Linked DNA regions of Mus musculus: all the other regions are linked to region 6. The links are chromatin contacts, called in public HiChIP or PLAC-seq and promoter capture Hi-C maps. All regions are on one chromosome and are shown on one strand. Each heading gives the region's core, a stretch centred on a gene start, on an enhancer-like site or on the middle of the called end of the contact. The rest is flanking DNA. Distances are from core to core; before and after follow the strand shown. Region 1 holds the start of Prrt4 (proline-rich transmembrane protein 4). Region 2 holds the start of Impdh1 (inosine monophosphate dehydrogenase 1). Region 3 has its middle 16 kb from the start of Prrt4. Region 4 has its middle 30 kb from the start of Tnpo3. Region 5 holds the start of Hilpda (hypoxia inducible lipid droplet associated). Region 6 holds the start of Flnc (filamin C, gamma).

Region 1 (3,584 bases), core at 476-2,975, 250 kb after region 6:
TGAACATGATTAGCAAGAAATGAGGCTTTCTACGAGGGAGATTCAAAGAAAATGTCTCCGGTGGGATAGCGTTTATAAAACATATGAAAAAAAATTAGAGTCTGAATCCTAACACACTGCCTCTAGGCAGCCCCCAGTGGCCTGGGGAGAAGGGCAGAGTAGTGGTTTCCTTTAGGGACTCCTAGAGCACGGCTTTCCCAGTGTTTTGTTTGGAGACTCAGGATAAATCCCAGATTCACAGTCGGACTCTGAGAGCTTGGTGGGAGACCCAATTTGATCTTGAATCTATTGGTGGCATGAGTTCTGTGATCCAAAAATGAGTCTCAGATGCCTTTCTGAATTGCAACACATTGCCTGCTCTTCCCCTGACCAAAATATTATGCTATGTCTCTGCTTTCTGGGGCAGGACTAGCTCACTTTTGTCTACCTGTCTACTGAGGCTGGTTATCAGGTAGCCTGAGCTGGCCTCAAAAATCCCTCCATGGCCAACAACAGCAGTCTTGAACTTGGATCCTTTTGCCTTTACCACCTGAAGGGTGATGCTGGGTTTTTGTCTTCACACCCAGCAAAATGGGCAAGTCTTTTGCAGTTTGGTCTGTCAGCCTTTCTGTCTGTCTGGTTGGTTGGTTGGAGTTGTTTGTTTGTTTGAGAGAGTATCAATTTGTGAGTGTGACTGATCTCAAACTTTCAATCTTTCTGCCTCTGCCTGCCAAGTGACAGAATTAAAGACATTTCCCTCCCTCCCTCTCTCCCTCCCTCCGTGTGTGTGTGTGTGTGTGTGTGTGCGCGCGCGCGCGCGAGCGCCCGCATGTGCGCCCGCACGCACGTTTCTATCAAATTCACCGTTTTGGAAGAAAGAAAACATGAAGGGATTTAGAGACTCCAGACTAACAAACAAGCCACACTTTTTTTTTTTTTTTTTTTTTTTTTTCGAGACAGGGTTTCTCTGTATAACCCTGGCTGTCCTGGAACTCACTTTGTAGACCAGGATGGCCTCGAACTCAGAAATCCGCCTGCCTCAGCCTCCAACAAGCCACACTTAATCCTGTCAGTCAACAATACAGCCTTTAGATAGTGCAGCAGGCTTAGCGACTGCTCAGTACTCTTAGCTAGCAGTGCCATGAGGCTGGCTGGGTGCTCTTTCTTTGTTTCTATGTTCTTCTACCACGTCTTATTGGAGACAAATTGTGATCCACCTCGCACACCAGCTTGTCTCACTATTCTCTCCCACAGATATTTCTGAAGCTGAGTATTTTGGAGAGATTTTAGCAAAAGGAGACGCTATGAATGGGGATTGACATTTGGCAGTTGGCCTGCGAAGAAGCGTAGGAGGCCTTCCTCGGTGGTTGTATGTTTGCAAACCACCAGGTGGTGAAGAAGGCAAGCAGAAAGACTGAGTTCAAGTCTCCGCCAAACTGAGCAATCTTAAGCAATTTGATAAGTTCTGGGGACTTATCTATCTCTAAAATGGGAACACATTTGTTCCCATTGTTGTAAGGGAGAGCAGTAAGTCTTTATCCAGGGTTCAACGGAGTGGATTTTGATTGCTTGGGATACTAACCTATGCCAGACTACTGTTGCATGTGTGCACGTACTTGTGTGCGTGTGAATGTGTGTGTGTGCGCGCGCGCGCCCAGTGCCCTCGCCTGAGGGTGTTTCTCGGGAATGGCGTGCTTGTGGGTGTGTGCGTTGGGCTGTCCTCCGAGCCTGTGGCTGCCAGCGCCAGGCTGAGAACGAGGCACCGACTCTCCCGCAGCTGATTGGCAGCGCTGGGTGAATGAGTGCGCGTGGGGCCGGAGCAGCGAGGTGGCCGTGGCTCCGCGCTGATGTGCGCGCCCGCCTGCCGGCCCGGGTAGGGGCGGACCGCGAACAGCGGGCGGGCTAGGAGGAGGGAGAGGAGGGAGGGCGCGGGAGGCAGCGGGGAGGGCTGCAAGAAGCCCGGCAGCTGCGGGGCCCGGGCGCGGGCGCTGGGCCGGGGAGCCGGGCTCACAGCCAGGAGGCGGCGCCGCGGGGAGGGAGCGGAGTGCGGATCGCGAGCGCAGCCCGGCCGCCCGCCGCCTGCTAAGAGCGCTGCGGGTCGCAGACCCAGCCGGGGACAGACCGGCAGCTGCTGCGATCGCCCGGCAAGCCAAAGGGAATCCGGGGACTCTGAGCTCGAGTCCCGGCTTTGGGCGCAACGGAGAACAGGCTAGACTCGCCGAGCCTTGCCCTGCTGGGGCCCCCTGAGCCAGGGTGCCCCTTCTCCCGGGGGTTGGCCCCGGGGACTCGCCCGAGCGAGAGAAGCAGGTCCGTCGGTCTGGACTGGGGAAGCGGGAGTGTGGTGTGCGCACGCGCGTGTGCTTGTGTGCCTGCGAGGGGTGGGTGTGTAAGGGGCGTGAGATGGGGTTGATAGAAATGATGGTGTGTGGTGTATATGTACAGTGTGTTAGGATTGTGTGTGTTGCTGACTGCATATGCAGAGAGAGAGAGAGAGAGAGAGAGAGAGAGAGAGAGAGAGAGAGAGAGAGAGAGAGAGCGAGCCTACGTAGGAGGGAAAGGGGCGCATCAGGGTGGAGTGTGTATATGTGCAGGAGTGTGTGAAGGGTGCGTGGGTGAGTGTGTCACGGGTGCTAGGTGCGGCTGTGTGTGTGTGTGTGTGTGATGTAAGGGTACTGGGTGCACGTGTGTCCCTGGTTCATTCTCCCTTCCCCCACCAGATGTGTTCTGGGGAGGGGGGTAGCCTTTCTGCAGCTGCTGCCCCTTACCGAGCTTGCCTGCCTGACCTCCTTTCCTACGGAGCCAGAAAGGGTTAATGGTCCCTCCCTCAAAAACTCCTGAGGTCATGGGGAGGGTAGCTGCAGGCCAAACCCCTAGAAAGAGGGGAAAGGCTCCGGAGAGCCTCTGCTAGGCCCGGGACCCTGCTTCGCTGGCTGTATGGCCTTGCAGGTCAGATCACTCAGGCTTGTGACCTGCCCTTTCTGAGGGCCTTGTGCACCAGTGGTTTCTTGCTGGGTCTGGAGGTGGGGATCAGGAGCGAACCGGAAGGGTCTGCATTCTTTACCACTGTATTACTGGGACGATGCTTGATATACAGTGGGCCTCAGTAGATATTTGAGAGATGGGGGGTGGGGGATGGAGAAAGCTGGGTAGAGGGGTGGGTGAGGAGGGAGGGAATCTGCCTCTGGGAGGTTAAGTTGATTCCCTCTGTTCTGGCTCAGGATGAGGCTCCTGCTTGTAGTCAGACTTCTGGTCAGACATCAGGCCCCCTTGTGGGAAGGCTGGGTGTGCATGGCGGTAGTGTGTGCAGGGAAGAGATTTGCCCTGGAGCCTGCAGGTAGTGGAGAGGGGGCTGGCAAGAAGAGTTGCCATGCCTCTTTTAGGCAGAACACGTTGCCTGTGTTCCTGCACCTGCTTCTCTGTGATTAGAGCCATTGCCTGGGGCATCTGATCCGGGAAGAGGCGGGTGGAGGCCTTGACTCCCAGCACTTCTCCCTCTAGGACCCCTGAGCTGCTGAAGAAGTGAGCTCCCTGCCCACCCGCGTTGCTGAGCCAGGTGGGGCCATGGCAGGCCGCAGCTGCCTGGAGCTGGGGCTGTTCTGCTGGGT
Region 2 (3,517 bases), core at 301-2,800, 220 kb after region 6:
CTTCACATTGTGGTTCATCATTGAAGGAAGTTGGAACAGGAACTCAAGCAGGGCTGGAATGGAATCTTTTTTTTTTTTTTTTTTTTTTTTTTTTTTTTGGTTTTTTTTCGAGATAGGGTTTCTCTGTATAGCCCTGGCTGTCCTGGAGCTCACTTTGTAGACCAGGCTGGCCTTGAACTCAGAAATCCGCCTGCCTCTGCCTCCCGAGTGCTGGGATTAAAGGCGTGCGCCACCACGCCCGGCACAGGGCTGGAATCTGGAAGCAGAAACTGACTGATGCAGAGGCCATGGGGAGGTGCCATGATCTTCATGGCTTGCTCAGCTTACTTTCTTATAGAACCCAGGACCACCTGCCCAGGGATGGCACCACCCACAGTAGGCTGGGGCCTCCCAACCACTAAGCAAATGCTCTACAGCCTGATCTTAGTCATTTTATCATTTTCTCAATTGACATTTACTTGGTTCAGATGGGGGGAGGGGTGTGTGCCCACGACAGAGTCTGGTACCAAGGGCAGAGTTAACTTCTGTCAAGTTGACATCAAACTAGCCAACACAAAGACCATAATTTTGGGTTCTTGAAATGGATCTTAGTGCCAGCAGATCATCCAACTTTATTTATTTTATGTGTGTAGGTGTCTTTCTACATGTATATCTGTGCAGCATGTTCATGCAGTGCCTGTAGAACCCAGAAGAAGGCAACGAATCACCTGTTACAACCTGACAGTTGTAAGCTGCCATATGGGTGCTAGGAATTGAACCAGGGTCCTATGGAAAAGCAACCCGTGCTCTTAATCACTGAGCCATCTTAACAGCCCCAGATCACCAAGCGTCTATTATTTATTCCTGAGATCGTCAGATGTTAAAAAAAAAAAAAAAGTATTCAGTGTAAGAATTGTCAGTTGTTTGTTTTCTATCTACTCGGCCTCCTCGAACAAATTGCCCGAAGGCAGTAACTCTTCTTGCTTTCCCAGAGAGTTGCTTTATGAAAGCTGACAATAGTAACAAAGCTGAAATAGAAAGTGTTTTCTAGGCAGCAGATGAGCAAATGCGAGTTAGTGCGTGTGTGCTCAGCCCTACTTCCCTGTAAAGGAAGACTATAAGCAGGGCAAGACTAGGGTCTTTTCCTTCAGGAGCTAGTAGCCTGTTTGTCTTCCCTGGGTAGCAGTATAAAGAAATGGTGAGGGTTGTTGAATAGGTAGGGCTTGCTGGAGTGTCCCACCTCTCTTGCCCAGGACTGGAAGCACTCCAAGAGGCCATGCAATAATAGTTCATTACCCTGGTGTTTGCGCTCCTTTTCCTCAGATGAAACCAGGAGAAACTCGAAGGTGCACGACACAGGGTACAGCGGAGGGTCCTCTTCAGTTGGGTCCTTGAAGAACACAAACCTCGCTCCACCTCACCATCTGCTCATCTGCTTACTTTTCAGCCTGAGTGGCGTCTCATGGGGGCGGAACAGAGCGTAGTGCCAAGGGCGGAGCCCTATGGACTCCAGGACCCCAAACCAGCTCTTCCAGAGCCCCGCCTCCCAACAACCAGCCCCGCCCCTTCCAGTAGACCCCGCCCACTACCCCGCTCCCTCCGGGAGCGGACTGGGGCTCTTATTGCCTACGCCGGTTCGGGAGCCTCCACGCGGAGAGGCTCCCGCCGCCTAGAGCTGCGGCCTCCGCATGGCATGGAGGAACCGCTCTCACCCCCACCGGAGTCCGGGCTGCTCTCGCCGCTGCTGCAGGGAGGTGGAGCGGCTGCCGCTCCAGAGCCCGGAGCCCGGCAACACCCGGGACATGAGACCGCGGCGCAGCGGTACAGCGCCCGCCTGCTGCAGGCCGGCTACGAGCCGGAGAGGTGACGCCCAGGGCAAGGCGCGCGGGCGCATCCGGGGCGGGCGGCAGAGAAGGGCGCGGCAACGCCGGGAGACCGGGTAGCGCTGCGGGGGAGGCCAGAGGCAGGTCCCCTCTACTGCCATTGCACTTCCCCAGACGCAGTTAGACTGTCATACACCTGACTCTTGGCTGGCGGATGCAGGCGGGCACTGTGCAAACAGTTCAGTGCCGCGTTACTCCGGGGAGCTGGAGAGAGGGCGCAGGTTGTAATATCGCTCCCTAACATTTTATCTAAGATCCGACCTATACTACACACTCAGCGACGCTTGGTACAAGTGGCTCCGACCTCTGGGGTACAAAAAGTGCTTGTTGGAGTCCCGGTCCAACGGCGCTTTCTCCTCAGCTTTCTTCTTCCTAGAATGTATTCAATAGGTGTGGGTGTCCGGATTGAGTGTCTCCCTAGGACTAGGGGAAGGTACTTGCACTTTCTCACCAGGCACTGAGATCCAGTGAGGCGGCTGCTGTTCACTCCTTGGAAAGACTTGTACCCCAATGCAGGGGGTCTGAAAGGCAATGAATGAGGGTCCCTGGAGAAAGAGTTGGGGCAGTGAACTGGGCCTCAAGGGAACGAGCTGAAAAAAGAGACAGCGGCTAATCTCTGGATTGTATCGCAGTTTGAAATGCAATCCTACTGTCCTTCCGGTCCAGGGGATTTGGACTTCTTTCTCTACCCCATCTGCTGGTGCTCAGCAGCTTGGGGAGGTGATCTGGCAGCTGGGTTTTGAGGGGAGGGTGGTCTGGGGAATTAGCCAGGTAGTTCTTCTGCCCAGGGTTTGGCCGCTTATGTAAGAACTTTTAACGGCTTTTGGGGCTACGAAGCCCAGCCCCTCCTGCCGTTGCTGGCTGTCTCTTTAGAACTGACTTAGGCTTAAGCAACCTGCCATCCGTTTTTCTATAATAGAAATCTAGTTTGGAGGGCTTGGGGTTTTAGAGAGGTGCCACTATATGGGAGGAAGCGGGCCACGGTACTTGTGAGCTCGAAGGAAACTAGGACTGTAGAATCTCAGAGTTCAGGCAGGTGCATCTCTTTTTCAGATGTACTGCTGCATCAAAGGGACAGTGCCAACCCCACACTTCCCGCCCCCCACTTAGGCTCAGAATGGCCTGTGTAAACTTGGACCCCAGCCAGGCCAGTATAAAATCCAAAACCTGCCAGCTAAGACCTCTATCTGCCTCCACCAACCTGAATGAAGGTGTAGGAAAAGGCAAGGGTTCTCTGAGAAGCCCTAGGCTTCAGTCCAGCAGCATTACTGGTCTCTCTGGCTTGAACTTGGGTGAGCCCTGCCTATTTATCCCGGCATAACAATGCTAATGTTGTCTTTACCTTTTCCCCCCTAAAAGTGTTGTTTTGAAATCTTGTTCCTCTAAACAACCTCAGATCAGATAGAGTCCTCTGGACTGCTTGCCTGAACTTTAGTGCCCTGGTGGACACTATTCCCCTATTCCCCTGAGCAGCTGCCTTAGGCCTGCCCCCTGCCCTTGAAGCTGTGAGGAGGGGAGTCTCAGGGGACCAGCTGCCCTTCCTTGCGTTAAAGAGGCCCACTGGTTGCCTGGTGTCTCCTCCCTGTGGAGGAAGCAGCTGGGGAATTGCAGGAAGAGGGAGGGGGGAAGCCAGGGGGATGGATTAAGTCTCTAGA
Region 3 (3,950 bases), core at 102-2,601, 240 kb after region 6:
AGCCTTTTGGGCCACTTCTAGTCTCTTCTAACAGCTAAGCCACGGTTGTCCCCTCCCTGCATTGTGGCAATGGGCCCCGTTTCCCCAGTTCCCACTATTCCCTCCTACTAGAGTCTCCTGAGAGCAGAAATTGAGATGTAAGTTGGAGCACGTGAAAGCCCGCTAGTGGTTTTCTTGGGCTCAAACTAAAAGCCAGGATCTTTCCTGTGACCTTCAAGACCCATTGTGATCTGACCCTCCTACTTGTCAGACCTAGTTAACTATTGCTTCTTTCTCACCCTGTGGTGCATCCTCTCTGGCCTCCTTGTGATCCCATGCTCCCTCACACCTTTTTTAAAAAGTTCTCCCACATATCCCTCTCCTGTCTACTCCCCTCCCTTCCTGCAGGTGTCTACTCTAGGGCCATCTTGATAGACCTTCCAACATGCACACTAGCAGTTTAACCACTCGCCTCCCTACCCATCCGCTCCTTCTGCTTCATTGCCTTCTAGAAAATACCACAAACACATTCCATTTCGATGTATGCTGTCTGCTTCCCTCATATGACTGACTGACTGACTGACTGACTGACTGTGTGTGTGTGTGTGTGTGTGTGTGTGTGTGTGTGTGTGTGTGTGTATCAGATGAGGAATAGGCTCCATATGTTTATTCACTTATTTATAAGTGATAGTGACTGTCACTCATAATGAACATATGAAGCCTATTCCTCACCTGATACTTATCAGCAGGTTTAGCAATGCTGAGGGTACAGAGATGGACAGAGCACACGTTCCGTTGAAGAACTCAGAACCTAGCAGGAGAGATCAGCTTTGACTTGTGATGGTGAGCAGTTCAGGACCATGTAACAATGATGCAAATACCAGCAGTACCGATGGGGCTTTGCTCTATGCTGGAATTGTGTACGAGCGTTATGACATCATAAAACCCTGTGAAATGGAAAATATGACTTCTCTTCTAGAGGAGGAGACAGGCTCAGAGAGGCTAAGTCATTTGCCCAAGGCCATCTAGCTGCTCAGCCAGAGCTGAGGCTGTGTCCTCATTCCTGTGCCCCAGCCCCAAAGTCCCTTCTCCCACTCTCCCAAGGGAAGCCAAGAGGGTGCAGTGCAGAGAGAGAGAGAGAGAGAGAGAGAGAGAGAGAGAGAGAGAGAGAGGATTCCTCATGTGGAGCAGCAGAGAGAATGTGTCTAGTCACTCTCAGGCTCCTGCCTGCAGCCTGAGGCTGATTGGGCTCCCCCTGGACACCAGCCTTCTTGCCACACCCCCACCTTTGGCACAGCATTGACTCCACAAGGATCCCTTTTGGGGCCTGGTCATGCATATAACCACAGGCTGACAGTTCAGTGTGCCAGGGCAGCCAAGGGTGAGGTCACAGGCTGAGCACTCTGTCCCCAGCCCCTCCCTTCTCTCACCACAGGCTCAGTTTTTGCTCTGCTGGCTGTAGAATTCCCCAGCAGCTTTAGCCCAGCAGGCATGGGTTTCTCCCTGACAAGGTCTAAGTGTGCCAGCCTCCTGTTGCTGTGGTAACAAGTTACAACTGCATAGTTTAGGACAACATAAACTTACTATCTTCCTGTGGTGTGGGTCAGAAGTCTAGGATTTATCCTTCCAGAAGCCTGCCCTCTAGAGTCTCCAGGGAGAACCCATTCCTTTGCACTGAGAACTCTGGAGATTGCCTAAGGTCTCAAGACTCATGGGCTCATCTCATCCCTTCAAAGCCAGAGCACAGCATCTTCAACTCTTCCAGTCTTTCTGACCCATTTGGACTTTACACTCCAGCTTCCTTTTCAAAGGCCCATGGTAGTGTTCCCATCTCCCAATTTACAACATAATCATATCTGCCAATGCCCCCTTTGTCATCTTGGACACCATGAGTTCCAGGAGTCAGGATGCAAACATTTTCCGAGGGCCATCACTTGGCTTGCCACAGCTGTCTAGGATGCTCACCTTCATAAAGGGAGAGAGGCTGTTTATAGGATGCTTGACAAAAGCTAAACAATGTGGACACCATCTGTTTCATTATCCTTACGAGGCTTTGTGTGGACAACCTCCCCCCGACCCCCATGCATATGGACCCTATTACCTCTAATAGCATATACCCCAAGGTCTCATTCACAGATTGGAAAACAGTCTTTCCTGGGCAGCTTTGTCTAACCTGAAAGTTCTCAAGGTAAGACAGAGGGCCGTGTCTCACTTCTAGAGTCCCTGGCATAAGGCAGGACAGAACAGGCACTCAGGCCACTGCAGGCTGGAAGCAGGTACGTTGGGCACATGGGTGTCTTTTAGAGGGTCTGTGAATCTTTTTTGCATGCAACCCTTTTGTGTATGTATCTATTTTTTGAGGATGAATGGAACCCCACCATTAGGGGTTCAAAAAACTCTGGTTTTGTTGAGTTGTTAGAGTCCCAGCCTAGTGTGCACAAAGCTCTTGGTTTGATTCTAAGCATAACATAGAACTGGTTATACAATCTCAGACAAGAGGATCAGATTCCAGTTCAAGTTCATCCTTGGCTGCATAGTAAGTTCAAGGCCAGCCTGGCATAAATGTGACCCTGCCTCAAAAGGAAAAGAGACAGGGGGAGGAGGACAGAAGAGACCCTGATCGGGGAACAGCTTTTCCTGGGAAAGGGGCCTCCTTCTCTTAGCCAGCTTGTCACCGAGGTCATTCTGTGGGGAAGGGAGTAAAAAGGGTATGGGCTGTTTCTAATGTGCTCATCTGGTTTTGATTGGCCCACGGGGCAGCAGAGATTCCTGGGATTGGCTGAAGACAGAGTTGGTCAGCAGGGTGGCCGGATATCTGTAAGAAGAAAGAAATGGTTATAATCGTGCCACTGCTCTAACCAAATCTCCTCACACCAGGCTGTGCAACAATCAGGGGCATCACTTCCTGGCGTGCAGATCTGAGTGCACCAGTGCCATCTCCACCTCTCTACCGAGCTTTCTGGTGATGCTGAGAATATGGGGGGCCATAAACCATACACCTAGCCCAAAGCATTGGAGGACTCGAGCCGTATTCACTTAATCCTTCTTATCTGCAATTCTTCAGTGGTGCAGTGTATGTCTGCACAGCGTATGTCTCTCTACAGTCTCTGGCCCCACCTTCACTCTCTGGTGCTGGCCCAGAGGGCCCGAGCGGCAGCATCTGCTCATATCCTCATTCCTGATGAAGTCTGGTCCCTTGGGATAGAAATGGGCTCTCCTTGCTTCTGAGTTTCCATGTTCATGTCTGCCCCGGATCTCTGTGGCTGTCCCACCCTGCGTGCCTTTCCTGCTACTAACACTCAAAGCCCTGGCTTCACTCTATCAGCTGTAGCCAGACTAACACAAGGGCGGAGTGCTCTCCACAGCTTTGTCAGGGTGGGACCGGAAGCCAGCTCTTCCCCTTCCTACAGAACCCTGCTTCAAACACGGTACTGGGATTTCAGAGTTTGGGAGTTGGTTGGAGGGTGATTTTGTTTTGTAGAACAGGAGGTGCATTTTGAGCCATTGGGCATTTGAGCCAAAAGCATTTTGTGCTTAGCCCCTTTCCCTGAGCCCTGAGCCCTGGATTTACCAAGGGTTTGTCCAGTATCCCCTGTAGATACCTGACTTAGGTCACAACTGTGGGGTGGGTGGGGGTGGGCAAGTAGAGAGCATGTAGAAAAACAGACAAAACACACTGGGCTTTCTATCTCTTCTGGGGAGGGATATCAATGCCCCCAGCATCCATATCATTGCTAGGGAAATGCATTGTTTACGTAATGAGGGCACTAGACCCAGTGGCTGCAGTCCTGTTTTCCCAGCTCCTTGGGAGGGTGAGACTGAGGATTGCAAATTTAAGGTCTTGCTGGGCAAATTGGTGAGGCACTGTTTCAAAAATTCAAAGAGGGATAGGGATATTGCTTAGTGGTAAATCACTTGTCTAGCATGTACAAGGATCTAAGTTCAATCCTCAGGAGGAGGAGGGAGAGGAG
Region 4 (4,055 bases), core at 706-3,205, 210 kb before region 6:
AGCTTCCTCTCATGGCGTGGATCTCAAACTGGGCCAGTCATTGGTTGGACATTCCCTCAGTGTCTGCTCCATCTTGACTCCTGCACATCAGACAGGACAGATTGTAGGTCAAGGATTTTGTGGCTGAGTTGGTGTCACAAGCCCTCCATTGGAAGTCTTGTCTGGTTACAGGAAGTGGCTGTATCAGGCTTCATATCCCCATTGCTAGCAGTCTTAGCTAGGTCACCCACATAGATTCCTGGTGTTTCCATTGCCCTAGGTTTCTATCTTGTCCCAGAGATGACCCCCCCCCAACCCATTCCAGGTCTTCAGACCTGATCCCTCTTGTTCTCATTCCCACCCCCATCCAGCCCCCTCCTATCTCACAACTGCCCCCCCCAAGTCTATTCTATTTCTTCTTCTCATTGAGATTCATGCCCCCCCCCACCCCCTCCTTGTTACTTAGCTTTTTTGGGTCTGTGGTTTGCAGCATGCTTATCCTTTACTTTAAGTCTAATATCCATCTATAAGTATGTGCCACGTTTGTCTTTCTGGGTCTGGGCTACCTCAATCAGGATGATCTTTTCTAGTTCCATCCATTTGCCTGCAAAATGTCATTGTTCTTAATAGCTGAGTAATACTCCACTGTGTAAATGTACCACTGTTTATTTACCCATTCTTCAGTTGATTTTTTTTTTCCCTGAGACAGAGTTCCACTGTGTAACCCTGGCTGTCCTGGAACTAATTTTGTAGACGAAGCTGGCCTCAAACTCATAGAGATCCACCTGCTTCTGCCTTCCAAGTGTTGGGAATTAAAGGCATGTGCCACCACCATCTGGATCAGTTGAATTATTTTAATTAAAATTTGTTCTTTTCTGTGTATGGGTGTTTTGCCTGCATCTATTTGTGCACCATAGGCATTCAGTGCTCATGGAGGCCAGAATAGAGCAGTGGACACCAGCTGGGCTGGTGGTACAGCTTGTTAACTAGCTGGTGTGCTTAGCCAGCAAGCTGTCTCTCTCTCCAGGCCCTTGTTGTTTTTCTGCATTTAAAACTAAAAAGATGCTGGGGCAGTGGTGGCACACGCCTTTAATCCCAGTGCTTGGGAGGCAGAGGCAGGCAGATTTCTGAGTTTAAGGCCAGCCTGGTCTATAGAGTGAGTTCCAGGACAGCCAGGGCTATACTGTCTCAAAAAACCAAAAAATAAATACATAAAAAAACAAAAAACCTGAAAAGATACAGACCACATGAAGCTCAAGAAGAAGGATGACCAAAGTGTGGGTGCTTCAGTCCTTCTTAGAAGGAGAACAAAATACTCACGGGAGCAAATATGGAGACAAAGTGTGGAGCAGAGACTGAAGGAAAGGCCATCCAGAGACTGCTCCACCTGGGGATCCATCCCATATACAGTCAATAAATGCTGATACTATTGTGAATGCTAAGAAGTACATGCTGACAGGAGCCTGATATAGCTGTCTCCTGAGAGGCTCTGCCAGTACCTGATATATACGGAGAGGCTGATGCAGCCAACCATTGGACTGAGCGAGCGGTACCCAATAGAGGAGCTAGAGAAAGAACTGAAGGAGTTGAAGGGGTTTGCAACCCCACAGGAAGAACAACAATAGCAACCAACCAGTCCCCCAAGAGCTCTCAGGGACTAATCCATCAACAAAAGAGTACACGTGGCTCCAGCTGCATATATTACAGAGGATGGCCTTGTCATGCATTAGTGGGAGGAGAGGTCCTTTGTGGGGCAGTGGGCTGTGCACAGACAGCCTGGTCTGGTCGAGCAAAGGTCTGGAACCCTGGGGATCTCCACCTACATGGAACAGGTGTTCAATCATGTCTCCTGAACCCCTGGCACCTGTCGAAGTTACCACCCCCACAGCCCCCTGCAGGAGAGGTGTATGACTATCCATCACACAGATAAAGCCCCAAGCTCCTGGCATTCTGTCTAGACTCCACCCCGACAGTTACCTGACTATAGCCAGGTAGTCTCCTCCCCACAGTTACCTCACAACAGCAGGATAGCCCAGCCCACTATAATAGGGGCTGCTTGGCCCCTCCTCCTTTTAAGCTCTCACCTTTCTTACTCTTATCTCTAGCTCTCCTTCTCCCTCTCCCTCCCCTTCCCCTCCACAAGGCCCTCTTTCTACCTTCTCTCTTTATCTTTGCCTTTCTACAATAAAGCTCTAAAACCATAGACTGTCTCTGCTCGTCAAGTCAAAGCCTGCCATGCTTGAACGATGGGATAGGATTTCCCCCAACCACGTCTCTAACCTCCTGCCATAAGGCCTTCCTGCACTCCAGCCACAGACACGACCAAGGATTCTTGCCGGCGTGGGAACCACCCACTGCCCACTCTCTCCCTGACCTCTCCTCCCTTCGCCCCCCCCCTTCCCCCGCGGATGACCAAGCTGACCCTGGGGCCCCCATTTTGTTCTCAGGTCTTCTGCAGTGTCCAGCGGTGTCTGGGATGCCCGAGACTAAGAACTTGTTACCTAAGACTGCCCCTTGTCCACCCCCCACCACTGGCGAGCTGAGATTCCGCGGCTTCCTACAGCCAATCACCTACCTGGGCCGAGTAGGAAGCATGCCGCTGTCTTCCACATCCACCCGCCCAGAGGTGGCAGGATGCGGGTTTTCTCCCACTCCCTTTATTCCCCCACTCCCTCTGCCCTACGGTCCTTGGCCCTATAGAGGTTCGATAGATGCCCCAGTGTAGGGGAAATGAGGGTGGGGAAGTGGGAGTGGATGGGTGGAGGAACACTCTCATTGAAGCAGGGGGAGGGAGGATGGGATAGGGGGTGTCAGGGGTGGGGGTGGGAGTGACCAGGAAAGGGGATAACACTTGAAATGTAAATAAAGAAAATAGCCAGGGGCTGGAGAGATGACTCAGCAGTTAAGAGCACTGACTGCTCTTCCAAAGGTCCTGAGTTCAAATCCCAGCGATCACATGGTGGTTCACAACCATCCTTAAGGAGATCTGACTCCCTCTTCTGGGGTGTCTGAAGACAGCTACAGGGTACTTATATATAATAAGTAAATAAAGCTTAAAAAAAGAAAGAAAGAAAATATCCAATTAAAAAAACTGAAAAGATAAGATGAATATCAGTTAAGATTTAGTGGAACTCTTCCTACACAAGTTCACACATGTCTTTATTATATTCATACATGTCGTTCTGCTATGGAAACCTCCATTCTGTGTGTGTGTGTGGTTGTTGTTGTTGTTGTTTGAAACAGTAGCCCTGGCTGTCCTGGATCTCACTCTGGAGCAGGTTGGCCTCTAACTCACAGAGATCCGCTTGCTTATGCCTCCTGAGTGCTGGGATTCCAGACATGCACCACCACTGCTGGGTTCAACTCATGGTCTTTACTGGGAGCTGTCATGCTTCCTTCCCAGGAGCAAAGGAGCTGGCATGCCAGATAGCTTTTTAAAATACTTTTAAAAAAATGCTTTATTTTATTTTATTTATCTGAGTACACTGTCACTGTCTTCAGACACACCAGAAGAGGGCATCAAATCCTATTACAGATGGTTGTTGAGTCATGATGTGGTTACTGGGAATTGAACTCACAACCTCTGGAAAAGCAGTCGGTGCTCTTAACCACTGAGCCATGTCTTCAGCTCCACCAGATATCTTCTTTTAAGATTTATTTTTATTTACATGGAGTGCTTTTTTTTTTTTTTTTTTTTTTTTTTTTTTGCATGTGTACCATGTGTGCCTTAGAGGTCAGAAGAGGGCACCCATCCCTCGGAATTGCAGTTACAGATGGCTTGTGAGCTGCCATTGTTGGGAACTGACCCCACCCCGGTAACAGCTGCATGGTCTTTCCAGCCACACTAGATGTCTTTTAAAGATTTCTTGGCTGGAGGGGTGGCTCACACCTGTAATCCCAGTACTCAGGAGACTAACACTGAAAACTCACCAAGTTCTAGGTCCTTCTGGGTGACACATGAATTCCCTGGCAGGCTGGGCTATTAGGTAAGATAACTTTGTTTCAGAAAACAAACTGGGGGGCTGAGGTGATGGCTCAGAGGTTAAGAGCACTGGCTGCTTTTCTTGAGGACCCAG
Region 5 (3,483 bases), core at 541-3,040, 160 kb after region 6:
CTTAAGCAATCCTCTTAAGCGCTGGGCTTACAAGCACATTCCACACACCCAATTACTTTTACCCCTCTTTAAGACCACTCCCACCAAGCACAACGCACAAACCCAGTTACAGTGCCAGGACTTAACTTTACATCAGGGACGGATGGAAGTAGAAAGAAAATTGGGCGGGAGAGATGGTTCCATGGTTAGCACTGGCTGCTCTTACAGAGGACCAGCCGACACACGGCAGTTCACAACCATCTGTAACTCCAGTCCCAGGGAATCTGAAGTCCTTTTTTTGGCCTCTACACACACCCATGATGCACAGCAAACAGGATACAAAACATGAAGGCAAAATGCCTCCATGAATGTATATGTGTGTGTATTTCATGTATATATATAAAATACAAGAAAATGATAGGTGTGGCTGGTGGTGCATACTTGAGTTACACAGTGAGTTAAAACTATCATGGGCAACTTAGTGAGACCCTGACTCAAAAAGTAAAATGTGGAGCAGGGCAATGGTGGTGCACGCCTTTAATCCCAGCACTTGGGAGGCAGAGGCAGGAGGATTTCTGAGTTAGAGGCTAGTCTGGTCTACAGAGTGCGTTCCAGGACAGCCAGGGCTACATAGAGAAACCCTGCCTCGAAAAAAAAAAAAAAGTGAGCTGAAATATAACTCAGTGGTATATAGAGTGCTTGCCCACCCTAGCATAGTGCCCCAAGAATAAGAAATAGGGATATGTCCTAGAGCAAACAACCTGTCTAAGTTTCTCCTGTATCATACATCCAAGTTGATTACAAACTTTTTTGCCTCCAGAGACATGGTTTCTTTGTGTAGCTCAGGCTGTCCTAGAACTAGCTCTGTACGGCTGGCCTCGAACTCACGGAGATCCTCCATGCTTCTACCTCTTAAGGGCTGCGATTAAAGGTGTCCGCGGGCCTCCGCGGGCCGCCACCGCCGCGCCGCCACCACCACCTCCAGGGGATTTATAAACTTCTTGAATATAATATCGTCAATATAAACGATAAGGGTGACAAAAGCCTGTAATCCCAGCTATGAAGGAGGCTGAGGCAGAAGGAATGCATGTTTAAGGTTTGCCCGAGCTATAGAGAATGCAAAGCTAATTTGGAAGATTTAGTGAAGCCTTGTCTCAAAAGTAAACATAAGGGGCTGGTAGGTAATGCACCCCAGTGAGTGGTATAAGCTGTATCTAGCACATACAAGATTCTAGGTTCAATTCGGAGTACCACAAAACAAAAAGTAGCAAACAGAAAATAGCAAAGAGTCAAATCTAGTTAATTTATCCAAACATCTTTGAATGCTTTTAAATAGCTCAGGCACTCTGAAAGGTACTCTGGGCCACATGGTCGTCCTACAGACAAGAACTCAGCCTTCAAAGGGGCAGTTACTACACAACACTCTAAAGCGGTGACAGGAAGGGAAGGCTAAGGTACTTTGGTGAAACCTGGTGGGCAAACAAAGGTGGCCCATGGAGTTCATAGATTGGGCGACGCAGAGAGAGCCGGTGGAGGCAAAGCCCTGACTCGAACGCAAGTAGCCCGACCGATGGGACAAGGGATCCATGTCTCGGCCTCCGGCCTGGGGGGTCCTGGGCCAGTTACCTCAGAAGGAAAAGTTGAGAGACGGCTGCTCACAGTCACACCAGGTCGTGCAGGAGTAAGGAAGAAGGTCGGCTGAGTCGCAACGTGGAAGCTCCACGCAGGCACTGCTCTGGATAGAAATAAGCCCCAAAGACAAACGGACCTCCCAAAGCCCCGCCCCTTCTGGGCGAGGCTCCTCGGAGACTGCGCACGCGTACCGAACCTGCACGAGCTCGCCCTGGGGCACGTCCGCTGGCCATCCAGCCCTGCGTCAGCAGCGTCGCCGCAGAGTTCTCGGGGAGTCACGGAAAGCACGCGGCTCGCGGTTGATTCACTGCAGTCCAGAGTGAACAGCATGAGGTTCAGCCTCACCGGCCGCCTTCTAGAAGATCAGGAGCCAAAAGGCGCCTTTACCCCCTCCCCCATTGCTGGATGCAGTACTTGAAGTGACGCCCGGGCAGTGTGGGAAGGCCCCGCAGGAGTTCCTTCCTTCCGCCCTCCTTTTCTTTTCTTTTTTTTTTTTTTTTAAAGATTTATTTATTATTATATGTAAGTACACTGTAGCTGTCTTCAGACACACCAGAAGAGGGAGTCAGATCTTGTTACGGATGGTTGTGAGCCACCATGTGGTTGCTGGGATTTGAACTCTGGACCTTCGGAAGAGCAGTCGGGTGCTCTTACCCACTGAGCCATCTCACCAGCCCTTCTTTTCTTTTCTTCTCTTCTCTTCTCTTCTCTTCTCTTCTCTTCTCTTCTCTTCTCTTCTCTTCTCTTCTCTTCTCTTCTCTTCTCTTCTCTTCTCTTCTCTTCTCTTCTCTTCTCTTCTCCTCTCCTCTCCTCTCCTCTCCTCTCCTCTCCTCTCCTCTTCCTTTTCTCCTCTCCTCTCCTCTCCTCTCCTCTCTTCTCTTCCTTTTCTCCTCTCCTCTCCTCTCCTCTCCTCTCCTCTCCTCTCCTCTCCTCTCCTCTCCTCTCCTCTCCTCTCCTCTCCTCTCCTCTCCTCTCTTCTCTTCCTTTTCTCCTCTTCTCTTCTCTTCTCTCTCTCTCTCTCTCTCTCTCTCTCTCTCTCTCTCTCTCTCTCTCTCTCTCTCTCTCTCTCTCTCTCCCCCTCCCTCCCTCCCTCCCTCCCTCCCTTCCTTCCTTTGTTTTTTGAGTCAGGTTCTTGTAGTGTACCTGCGACTGTTCTCGAGCCCTCCCGAATGAAAGTAAAATATTTGTCCTGGCTTTGGTCTCGGCTTTTTACGGCGTTTGGACGGATCGCCTTGCCTTCAGTGGCTCCGGTACCCCGGGAGGGCATTGGATTTTAGATTATTTTTTTTTCTTTAAAAATAAGCTATTTTCTTTTAAAGTTGCCTTTTGCTTGAACTAGAGAGGGAGGAGGTCATGGTCTAGATTTCATACCTGGAAACTGACCTGCCTTACCAGTCACCTGCCGGCTCCAACCAACGCAAAGGAGAGGTGCTGACCCAAAGGGGGAATCTCAGAAAAGATTCCTGGGACAAGCCCTCAAGTGGGGAAAGCCCTCAAGAATTAGGGGCAGGTCTAAGTGAACACGATAGTTACTACAAGGAGGGGGGGGGTTGGTGTGCGTTCTCATGACTTCCAGGATGAGTCAATGAACCCTTGGGAGAGCCAATTCGATGTGTGGGAGAAGCCCTCGCCTCTAAACTAAACGGAATTAAAGGGAGGAAGCAAACTTCCGCTGTGACCTTTCCCCTACTTTTCAGGACATCGCATCTGTCACAGAGGGTGGGGGATGTACCTAGAAGAAGAGAGACGTGCTGGCAAGCACAGGAGGTGGAAATCAGTGTTCTGAGCAACTCATATCAGTTCAGTTTATGATTATACTGAAAAGTGTAAATACAGACACTGGGTAAAGTGTCTGTGCCCCCTTTACCCAGA
Region 6 (3,841 bases), core at 690-3,189:
GAGACATCTGCTGTGTCACGGAGACAGGGCTATTTCCAGGCCAGAGCAGGAGGGTGGGGTGTGTGTGTGTGTGTGTGTGTGTGTGTGTGTGTGTGTGTAGGGGGGGGGGGTTAGTACTGGGACTGGAAGAGGTAAGGCCCAGGAAGAAGCCTGAACAGGGCAAAGGGCCCCGGACTGATCTCAGCTGCTAATTCCGGAGACCTGGAGATGGCCATGAGGGAGACTAGGGAGGGGGCAGATACCTAGTTAAATATTGAAGTCTCTGGGGGCAGCTTGTAGTGGTGGGCATCACCTGGTTCCATATACAGTTCCCTTCCAGGGTCTGGGGTGCATCCTCCCAGGGGGGTCCTTCTAGTACATCCCAGAAGGGCTCTAAGAGTTCACCCAAGACGCAAACTGGAAACCTTGGTCCTAGCGGGATAGGGCTGTGAAAAGTAAGGTATCTTCTTGCCACTCAAAACCCACCCTGGGCTTCTGGACTCTCTAGACTCCTGCGCCTCCCTACCCCCACTCAGAACTGACACACCTTCCAAATCTGGTTACACTCAATGACTTCCTCTCTTCCTCAGCCTTCCCCTCCCTCCAGGGCAGCTTGACCCTTAGCTGTAGCCAATCCCAGGCCAGGTGGTGGGTTGGAACAGGGCATGGACAGGCAGGAGTCCCCCTCCCAGACGACCTAAACGACCAGGGCAATCAGGGGTTAAAGCTCCCAGGACGTTGCTCAGTGCCTTTTTAGGTTTCTGAGGCCGGGTTCTGTTTGCTCTAGTCCGGCCAGATCCCAGATGGGGAGCACATGCCTGCCAAGCGCATCAGCGAGCTTCAGGCCACTAGTCTCCCTGGCCTCAGGGCCCTGAGAACCCAGAGACGACTGGAACCTGTCTTAAGACTGCTTTTGCCCAGCGACGAAGGCGATGGGAAGCCATTTGCTTTCATGTGGGTGGCGGGATACGCCCCCAAGGAATTAGCACTGGGCACCAGCCCTGTCCTCGCAAGCATGTGCAAGCAAGGGTGGCCCGGTGGAAGGAAAAGAGGGGACTTTGGGCAGGTCGGTAGGAGTGTGTGTAGGGAGGCTGAAGCTAAGATGTTTGGACAACTTCGGAAGGGAACTTCTCAGGGGTGCCACCTGTCCTAGAGGGGTATCTGGGCTCCAGCCTGTACTGGCGAGGGAGAAATCAGACCAGGCAAGGGAAAGGTTTTCTGTTCCGGATCTCAGTACCCGCACCTATGTGACCTGTTCCTACCCCCGCTGTGACCGTTCCCTGTGACCCCCGCACTGACCGATGGACACGAGCTTGATGTGTTCCCGCTCCAGGAACTCCAGGGCCACAGACACATTTTCCAGCTTCATTTGGCGGAAGTTGGGGCGCGGGTGGAACTTGCGGTACATGCGCTTCTGGCTGAGCACTTCGAGCAGCGCGATGAGGCGCAGCCCGTCGCTGAGGTCTCGCTGCAGGTCGGTCAGGCGCTTGCCCACACACTTGAGATGCTCGTTGCACCACCGCGTGAATGTGTTCTGCTGGATCTTCTTCCACGGTGCGTCCTCCGCTAGGTCCTTCTCCGTGGACGGCATCTCGTCCGCCTCGTCAACCAGGCCGAGGCCGGAGGCGTCCGAATAGTTGCTGTTGTTCATCATGGTGGCGCGGCGGGGGGCCGGGGGAGTACGGCCTGGGGATCGGGCTGTGGGTGCTGTCGGGGCGGGACGCGGGGACACCGAGTTCTCGGAGACTTCGTTAGCGCTCTGGGCGGCGGGGCTCGCTGGCCTCTTGGGCTGAGCTGCTGGGCTGTCCGGCTAGGGCTCTCTCTCTCTCCCGGGGCGGAGCGGTGCTCGGGAAGTGCGGGCCGGGCCGGGGCAGTGGGTTTAAGAAGCCCCCGGGCTGCCGACCCCCCCGCCGCGCCCGCAGCCCCAGGGTCCACGTCAGAGCGCCGGCCTCCCAGGAATGCCGCCCGGCCCGCGGGTGGGGGCCGCGCTGAGCCCCACGGCCCCGCCTCCGCCCGCCCCTCCTCCACGCAGTCCTCAGCAGGAGCGGGGATGGGGTGGGGGCGCTGGCCCTGAGCTTCCCCATGCACACTGTACACCCCAACCTAGTCTTAGCCATTTAGGGATGAGGGACACTCCTTCCACACTCAGATTGGGTTAAAGAAAGTAATGGGGAAACTGAGGCAGTGGTTAGGGCTAGACAAACTGATCTGGTGTTGACAGAACTTTCTGGAGTTGGTGACAAGGCTGTTGACACAGCCTAGGAGTCCTGGCTTCTAGCCTGGTTGTATTGTCCACCTGTGAAGAACTCAGAAAGGAAATTGTGTGTGTGTGTGTGTGTGTGTGAGAGAGAGAGAGAGAGAGAGAGAGAGAGAGAGAGAGAGAGAGAGAGAGAGAACACCAGAAGGAGCAGGGACATTGACCAGGAGAGACTGAGTTCAAGGGGGCTCCATGACTTTTGCCACTTTACAAGAAAAAAATGCTTAAACCGTTATTTGGAATCCAAACCCAGGGCCACAGGGAAACCAAGGCTCCTGACCTGACTCAGTGTCCCTGGTCATTAGCCCATTTAGACTCACTGGCTCAGAATGAAGCTGAGCTCAGAACAAGGGTACCCAGTGAGTCACTTTGTGTGCGCCCCCCCCCCCCCCGTGACTCAACCAAGTTGATGAGAGGACAAAAGGGCTGCCCAGGTAGTACCAGGGAGCCCCCTGGGCAATGTGCCCACATGAGCCACAGGGCAGATCTTCCCAGGGAAAGTAGAAGTGTGCCAAATAGCAGGAAGAGCCCTGGCAGAGCAGCCAAGGGAAATGTGACTGGGGCAAGTGGGCAGGGCCAGGGGCAAAGCGGGCAGGAAGGGAGGCAGGCTAGAAGCCTAGGCAGGATTGGGTTGAGGGCAAGCCCAATAAGGTGAGAGACATGGGAAATGTTCACAACAGAGAAACTGAGGCAATCCAAGCTGCCTGCCACACACAAGGGAAGGACCTACAAATGAATTTACATCGCAAGGAGAGGTCAGATGTGTGTCCACTGCTTCCCCATCCTTCGAGACTAAGTAAGCTTAGCTTTGAAGGAAGACAGTCCTTAATTCAAGCCATGTGACCGCTGAGGCTTGGGTAAATCATTTTACCTTATTTCCCTCCTCGCAGTCATAATGAAAGGAAAGGCAATAATAAAGCATCTTTGGGAGCTCTTTCCTCAAGGGCAGACGACAGCGGTGCCCACTATGGACTTGGAAAGGAGTTGGGGGAGGCGGAGCTTATGGTGAAGCTCCCAGCAATCATTTCTTTTTCCTTCTCACCTAAGGAGAAGGCCTGGTCCTTAGGAGGGAGGGGGAGGGCAGAAAGGGCCAGGAGCAGAAAAGAGCCCTGTGGTGCATGGTGTGTGGAGCAGGGGTGTCTCTGGAGGCCCTGATAGTGACAGGAGAGGTATAAATAGCTAGTGCCCCGCAGCTCATGTTCGTTGGCTGCCTGTGACAAGGCGCTTAGGAATTCCACTCTCCTGTTGGCAGCCCCCTCCTTGTCTCCCAAACTGTCATTCTCCCAGAGCGCTACCTTCACCCCTCAGCCAAAACCCCCAGCAGGCACCAGCACTGTCTATTTGAAAGACACAGCTCTCCTGTGGAGGGATGCCTAGCTCTGGATACAGAGCTGGATCACGCAAGCAAAGTTGTGTGTGTGTGTGTGTGTGTGTGTGTGTGTGTGTGTATGAAGACAGACTTTTGACAGCCCACTTGAGTAGGCTCTGTAATATTGTCTCTGTTGAAGAAACCAAAATACAGATCTGGAAGAGATTACTCTCAGAACTACTAGAGAGAGAAGTAGGGGTTTGGGCAGAGTACTGGGAGCTGAACTGTTATAGTCA

What was found. Promoter capture Hi-C pulls out the DNA fragments that hold promoters and counts their contacts. HiChIP or PLAC-seq counts read pairs in DNA pulled down with a chosen protein or histone mark.
Region 1: a promoter capture Hi-C map of embryonic stem cells shows a contact between it and region 6. The contact joins the promoter of Prrt4 here to the promoter of Flnc in region 6. A contact is called at or near these places in 5 of 39 promoter capture datasets (the 3T3-L1 cell line, cranial neural crest, embryonic stem cells and 1 more), 2 of 484 Hi-C or Micro-C datasets (both in embryonic stem cells), 4 of 115 datasets of contacts at active chromatin or transcription factors (bone marrow-derived macrophages, embryonic stem cells, pancreatic cancer cells and 1 more) and 1 of 9 other capture datasets (liver).
Region 2: a FOXA1 HiChIP or PLAC-seq map of pancreatic cancer cells shows a contact between it and region 6. The contact joins the promoter of Impdh1 here to the promoter of Flnc in region 6. A contact is called at or near these places in 7 of 39 promoter capture datasets (the 3T3-L1 cell line, embryonic stem cells, liver and 2 more), 2 of 484 Hi-C or Micro-C datasets (embryonic stem cells and muscle stem cells), 1 of 115 datasets of contacts at active chromatin or transcription factors (pancreatic cancer cells) and 2 of 9 other capture datasets (adipose tissue and pancreatic islet).
Region 3: a contact with region 6 is called in a FOXA1 HiChIP or PLAC-seq map of pancreatic cancer cells. The contact joins the enhancer-like site here to the promoter of Flnc in region 6. A contact is called at or near these places in 1 of 39 promoter capture datasets (the 3T3-L1 cell line), 1 of 484 Hi-C or Micro-C datasets (muscle stem cells), 3 of 115 datasets of contacts at active chromatin or transcription factors (embryonic stem cells and pancreatic cancer cells) and 2 of 9 other capture datasets (adipose tissue and pancreatic islet).
Region 4: a contact with region 6 is called in a promoter capture Hi-C map of embryonic stem cells, with 2.9 times the contacts expected there. The contact joins the enhancer-like site here to the promoter of Flnc in region 6. A contact is called at or near these places in 11 of 39 promoter capture datasets (the 3T3-L1 cell line, 3T3-L1-derived adipocytes, the C10 cell line and 6 more), 5 of 15 datasets of contacts at CTCF or cohesin (the G1E-ER4 cell line, embryonic stem cells, large pre-B cells and 2 more), 76 of 484 Hi-C or Micro-C datasets (the 63-12 cell line, the AML12 cell line, B cells and 41 more), 7 of 115 datasets of contacts at active chromatin or transcription factors (cardiomyocytes, embryonic stem cells, kidney and 1 more) and 2 of 9 other capture datasets (embryonic stem cells and liver).
Region 5: a contact with region 6 is called in a promoter capture Hi-C map of the SN4741 cell line, with 4 times the contacts expected there. The contact joins the promoter of Hilpda here to the promoter of Flnc in region 6. A contact is called at or near these places in 2 of 39 promoter capture datasets (the SN4741 cell line and embryonic stem cells), 4 of 484 Hi-C or Micro-C datasets (embryonic fibroblasts, muscle stem cells, myocytes and 1 more), 4 of 115 datasets of contacts at active chromatin or transcription factors (embryonic stem cells, extraembryonic endoderm stem cells and pancreatic cancer cells) and 2 of 9 other capture datasets (adipose tissue and pancreatic islet).

Annotation. Positions count from the first base shown.
Region 1 is chr6:29,177,725-29,181,308 of GRCm38.p6, reverse strand. It overlaps Prrt4 (proline-rich transmembrane protein 4), which reads left to right and starts at 1,725. Exons shown (of 5, transcript NM_001101443.1): 1 at 1,725-1,852; 2 at 3,478-3,584. The coding sequence starts at 3,541.
Region 2 is chr6:29,214,397-29,217,913 of GRCm38.p6, reverse strand. It overlaps Impdh1 (inosine monophosphate dehydrogenase 1), which reads left to right and starts at 1,550. Exons shown (of 15, transcript NM_001302933.1): 1 at 1,550-1,842. The coding sequence starts at 1,673.
Region 3 is chr6:29,193,467-29,197,416 of GRCm38.p6, reverse strand. No RefSeq gene overlaps it. Among named protein-coding and RNA genes, the nearest start is that of Prrt4, 16 kb to the right of the region's middle. Within about 2 kb of position 1,351, at least 80 of the 459 cell types and tissues checked have an H3K27ac peak or open chromatin away from gene starts, as enhancers often do. A contact at or near this core is called in adipose tissue, muscle stem cells and pancreatic cancer cells, where this site is marked.
Region 4 is chr6:29,637,706-29,641,760 of GRCm38.p6, reverse strand. No RefSeq gene overlaps it. Among named protein-coding and RNA genes, the nearest start is that of Tnpo3, 30 kb to the right of the region's middle. Within about 2 kb of position 1,955, at least 16 of the 459 cell types and tissues checked have an H3K27ac peak or open chromatin away from gene starts, as enhancers often do. A contact at or near this core is called in embryonic stem cells and stem cell-derived epiblast-like cells, where this site is marked.
Region 5 is chr6:29,270,933-29,274,415 of GRCm38.p6, reverse strand. It overlaps Hilpda (hypoxia inducible lipid droplet associated), which reads right to left and starts at 1,790. Exons shown (of 2, transcript NM_023516.5): 1 at 1,606-1,790.
Region 6 is chr6:29,431,251-29,435,091 of GRCm38.p6, reverse strand. It overlaps Flnc (filamin C, gamma), which reads right to left and starts at 1,939. Exons shown (of 48, transcript NM_001081185.2): 1 at 1,279-1,939. The coding sequence starts at 1,633.